2 separate regions of the Nothobranchius furzeri genome follow, and region 2 is linked to region 1. The links are chromatin contacts, called in public Micro-C maps. All regions are on one chromosome and are shown on one strand. The core of a region is the stretch at or near the end of the contact, and the rest is flanking DNA. Distances in the headings are between cores, read along the strand shown. Region 1 holds the start of npr2 (natriuretic peptide receptor 2). Region 2 holds the start of ccnb1 (cyclin B1).

What was found. A called contact is a pair of places that touch in the nucleus more often than the background predicts.
Region 2: a Micro-C map of tail fin shows a contact between it and region 1, with 5 times the contacts expected there. The contact joins the promoter of ccnb1 here to the promoter of npr2 in region 1. A contact is called at or near these places in 2 of 2 Hi-C or Micro-C datasets (skeletal muscle and tail fin).

Annotation. Positions count from the first base shown.
Region 1 is chr6:73,579,986-73,582,728 of NfurGRZ-RIMD1, reverse strand. It overlaps npr2 (natriuretic peptide receptor 2), which reads right to left and starts at 1,401. Exons shown (of 22, transcript XM_054744692.2): 1 at 574-1,401. The coding sequence starts at 1,267.
Region 2 is chr6:73,744,063-73,746,805 of NfurGRZ-RIMD1, reverse strand. ccnb1 (cyclin B1) reads left to right here and starts at 1,419. Exons shown (of 8, transcript XM_015943464.3): 1 at 1,419-1,551; 2 at 1,774-1,902; 3 at 2,421-2,531; 4 at 2,615-2,743. The coding sequence starts at 1,531.

The DNA of each region.
Region 1 (2,743 bases), core at 152-2,651:
TCCAGCTCTGTGCAGCAGCTGATTCCCCTCTCCGTGTTACAGTGGGTCAGGAGAACCGGAACGCTGCCGGGCCTGCTGTCTGGAAGCATGGAGACGTTGAGCTGCTTCCAGAGGTGATTCCCTCCAGATGTTTCCTCCATTCTGGGTTTCTGTGCTCACAAGTTATCTCTGGATATCAAAATCAGCCTCAGATTTAGGGGGAAAACCTAAGTTTTAAAGCTGATTTCATAAAAGTGCTGCAGAAACGAGCCTGTTTGAGACCATCTCTGCAGCTGTCTGCAACTTTTCCACAAATCAGCACAAATATTCCAGCTGAGGCCTTCTGGATCCTCCAGCTCCTTGTTTCTGAGTGAATGTTTGTGTTTTTAAACCATCAAGTAAAGAGTGCTTCAGCTTCAGGTGGTTTTATTAAGCTGAAACGTTTCATGGTGAGGAGGGATTTATTAAGTATCTATTATTTAGCTCAGATCCGTTTCTGCTGTTGTGATATTAAACCGGTGACGTCAACAGAAGCCCATCAGCAGCTGAACTTTGGGCTCTGAGGGTGAGAAAGTGGAGCTCTGCTGAACTTACTCCTCCCGTTCTCCTGCATGAACGCGATCAGCTCCTTGTAGTCGGTCTCGTCGGTGTACGGTCGGGCCTCGATCGTCACGTTCATCTCCCGGTCCAGGTTGAAGAAGATGCCCTCGGTCAGGAAGTAGTGCGGCCGGTCGTCCTGCCGCAGGTCGTAGAAGACCACCGCGGCCCGGGACGTCCAGTTGAAGTGCGTGTGCAGCGCGTTGGCAAAGTCCCCCATCTTGGTGGTGGTGGGCCCGCTGCGCACGATGGTCCGGTACTCCACCCGGTCGTCGAAGCCGTGCGCGGGGCCTCCTGCGGTGATCAGCGGCAACTTCCAGTGGGACGCGAAGCGCGCCACGGAGGCCAGCGGGTACACGCAACCCGGTCCGAAGAACACATCCGGGCGCACGTAGAGCTTCGCGTCCACTGCCAGCACCTGCGCCCGGCTCACCGCGCACGTGCGCGCGGCGGGGTCCTCCGTGCTGTAGTTCAGGATCCGGATGGTGCGGCCGAGCAGCAGCTTGTGTTTACCGGCCAGGTCTTCGTGCGCCATGAGGATGGCCGGGAAGACGCGCGGCAGAGCCCACGGGTACTTCTGGTGGTCGTCCGGTAACATCACGGCCACCGTGATGTTGCTCCTGCAGCCGCGGAGGAGGCAGCAGGACAGCGCTGCGAACAGGCAGCATCCGAGCGCGCTCCTGCATCCCATGTCTCTGGTCCTGGAGAGCGACGCACGGACACGGAGGGCGCACAGCGCGGAGAGGAGGCACTGCCGGCCACGGATCGGTCACTCCACACCAGAGGGGTCCTGCTGTTTGTTGCTAAAGTCAGCGAGAGTCGGTAAAGGCGTTATCCCGCTGTGCCGGTCTGCGCCATGCGTCCCGCTGCGTAAAATCCACCTTAGAGGGAGTTGTAGTTTCCACAGCGCGTTTCCCGGTGCAGCGCGGTCCTCCGGTGCCAGACTCCCTCAGAGTGATAACAAACGTCCGGGTGGCTGGGGCTTAAATCACAGCAGCCCCCCTCCCCCTACAAACGTCACACTGACACGAACGGGTTCTCCAGGTCCTGGACCAGAACCTCCGAGTTCCTGTCAGCTTCAGCGGAGCTACTAAATATATTTGACTGTTGTTGTTCTCTGATCAGCACGCCGAATTTAAATAATAACTCTGATGTTGTTTCCCAAAAATTATGAAGCAAATCTAAAAAAAATCTGACTTTTTTGCTTCTAAAATCAAGATTTAAAGCAAACCGAGTTAAAATTCAGCTTTTTCTTTTTACTGTGTGCGAATTTAAAAAGTCTATAGAAATAAAAGAGAAGTACAGGAACGAGTCTCCCCCTGCAGGCTGCCTCACGCTCTGCACCAAGAGTCTTTCTGATAAAAAAAAGGACAGAATAATAAAGATTTGTAATCAAAGCTTTTTCCTGTTTGCTTTGACTTTATGTTTAAAATGTTTAAAATGATAAAACATTATCTGTCTTTTTGTGGAATCGATCTGATTTGTTCTGGTTTATTTTGCTGTCTTCACTGTTTGGCTGATCAACTTTAAACCAAAGCTTTAACGCTTTCATCCGATTTTGTTGCCTGACTATATTTCCACCCGTTCATTCTTACCTAAAACCTCACTCCTTTTTGATTCCGTTTCACTTAACAGGCTCTAAAACAATGGAAATCTGCACCTATTTTATCTTTTCTCTGATAGGTTGCTAAATATTCATTGTTTATTTTTTTTACTTTGATCTAGAATCGTTTTTATTTTTCTAATCTCGTGTTTATTTTTTGTTTCTGTCCTGCTGTTTCACTGTTTTAGTTTAAAAGTTTTAAAATAACCAGTTTTAGGTGAAAATCGCAGTTAGAGTTGCTGTTGGAACGATTTTAGTCAAATCGCTCAAACTCCTGCTGAGGAGAATTATTACAGAAAAAATGTTACGGTTTGAGCTTCATAATATTATTTCTAAATAAACGTTTGGTTTAGTGTCATAAAGAGAGGTCTGGCGGAGGCGCACTGCACTGATAACGTTTTTAATGACATTTTCCTGGCTACCGCTGACGTCGTTAGGTCCGTTTTAGGGGGGCTTCAGCCCCCCTAAAATAATCACAAGCCCCCCTATCATTTTGGTTTATTTTATTTTTTTCAGTTAACTTTTTTTTATTTGTTCACATCTACATGCTGAACACAATCACGA
Region 2 (2,743 bases), core at 170-2,669, 160 kb before region 1:
GAGGCGAGGCTGCCGTATACAGGTGCCATTGGTCCCTCCGACCACCACCTGCAGGCAAAACGGGTTAAGTGTCTTGTCCAAGGAAACAACAACACCAACAGACAGGGCTAGAATCTGCAATCCTTCGATTATGGGGTGGGCTCTTAATATACTGTTATTTTGTCTTGTAATAGTTAATTACACACTCCTTTATTCCATATCATAGCAGTGTTATTCATATATTAAAATTGTCAACTGCACACTCATTTGGCAGAATAAAAGTTTGACAATTATTCATTTGTTCTTTATTGTCACATTTCAGTAACAGTTATAATTAAACAAGTTGTAATTCAACAAATTAAATAAATGACTACAACATTTCCCCCTGTTAAGTGCAGTAGACTGAAATGAATAGCTTTATTTGGAAATATAACATATCTAATTTTTAATGGACTTACATAAAATCTTTCTTCAACATAGACCCCACTAATTAACTGATTAAGTGTTATTTTTATAAAAAGAAGAGAGAAAATGCACAAAGGTAGGAAAGGAAAAGAAAGTGATGAAATAATAGGTTTTGTTAAATGTTCTTCATATAATGAATTAATTGACAAAGTTTTTGCAGGGTGTGACAAAAAACGTTCAAGGTCAAGCTCCTGGGGCTAAGCCCCCCCATATCTCAATCCTAGTGACGTCCATGGTGCAGCACATTCAGGCTCAGGAACTCACCTGTCATCGTCCAACGTTAATCACGACTCTCCATGTGGGTCCGCAGACATTTCTGTACATATTTCTGTAAAAGTTCACAAATACACGAGCAAGCTACAAGGTTTCTACTATTTTCACATAGAAGTCTATTTTGCGATTTTCTAAACACTCTCTAAACCATTAAGTGTGCAATATTCTACACATTTTTCTCAGTAAAATAAATTCATATGTTCACTTTTACGTTTGCTCATAAAACAAAAATATTTTATCGTGATTTTGTATTTCGAAATGTTTGTGCATTGTTTGAAAGCATCTTTTAGTCCCAAGTTTTACTATTTTATCAACAGCTGTGGTTTATTTCAGACATGAGAGGCACGAGCCAAACTGGAAGCACTGGTTTTCACTCCCCGAACAATCATTTACTTTTAAACAGCATGTGGTTTCAAAAACACCTACAAGTGAGTAGCAAATCTGAATAAACTAATTAAGAGGCTGATAAAAAGCTAATGAATGTGTATGGCGGTCTAATTATAAACTGACACATACTGATCTGTTATTTATATTTATATCGAGGTTTCACTGACTAACGAGCAGGAGAAAACAGAGAAAATAGCAAGACGCAACAGGAAAAGGAAATACGAGGATGTCACGTGATCGTACGTTGTCTAGGAAACGCATTCATTGCCTGCCTGATGGACCAATCAGATGCTCGGAGAAGTCAAAGCGCAGCGAATCAGCTTGCAGCGCACGAGGATTTAAACGAAGACAGCGAGTCTTTAGCTGAACTCGTTCGCTCGGCATTACGACTCTTTCACTGCTTGTCGGAACCACGCAGACTTGAAAATGGCTCTTCGAGTGACCAGAGTGAGTCTTTAGTCGGGTCTTACAGCTCTTTATCCGCGTAAACACGCCTAGAAACATGTCGAATGATTAGTATTAGCGTTTAAAATGCTTCCGTGCTTCGGTGTACCTCACCAGTTCAGGCACTGTCCTGCTGAGAGTTCAGAGTCAAACCTGAAGCGGATTTTGTGTTTATAGATGAACGACATGCAGCAGCGGCTAAAGGACTCTTTTGTTTCTCTGCAGACTCGGCTCGGTTCTACCAGAACCGAGCTCGGAGGAGGGAAGGCCTGCATGAACGGGCCCAAGCAGAAGCCTCGAGGCGCGCTTGGTGAGATCGGAAACGTCCCGCTGAACAAAGAGGTTCAGAAAAAGGTGAGAAGTTTTAAATACTCGAGTTTTTATGGTATTAATAATATTCACACGTGAGAACTTCATGCGTCTACTTTAGACTCGATGTGATGAAGTCATTTTCTTTTAAAGCGCTGCTAACATGTAGAGCACATGCTAGCAGACATGCTGCTGTTAACGTGCTATTTAAATAAAGTGGTGGACAGGTAAAGGTTTTTTTTAATCCCATAATAACACGTTCAAGTAGGGGGCGCTGCAGAGCCCCGGTGCCTGGAAGAAGCCATTTTCATGCACACATCCACCTAGAAGGTACTCTTGCATTGGACATGTCACCTTCTTAAAGCCCCGCCCTAGCCTTGGTGACTCACCTGGATGCAGCCTGGCTGCCTCACTAGGGATGCTTACTTTAAAGTGGGTAATCGGATCTGTTTAGCGTACCTGCGTAAACTTGTCAAGACTGTATAATCTTCAGTTTAACTCTAGTGAAGCACCAGGTGATTTAATTTCTCCATGGGGGCTTCAACGACCATATTTGGATTTAGAATGTCAAGATCGATGCTGCAAAGAAGCCTGAAGTTGTACCTAAAGCGGTAAAGGTGGAACAGCCCAAGCCTCCGGTCGTCATTGCTGCTGACCCTGAGCCTGAAGTTCAGGTGAGTCATCTGATTAGTTTAAATCCTGATTCGATCCATGCGCTGACGCACCTGTAAAACGTGTTGAACTTCCTCTGCTCCAGGTGCCGCCTGAACCCACCTCGCCCACTCCGATGGAGACGTCTAGCTGCAAACCCGCTGATCTCTGCCAGGCGTTTTCAGACGTCCTGCTCCACACCGCTGTCAGGGACGTGGATGCGGACGACTATGAC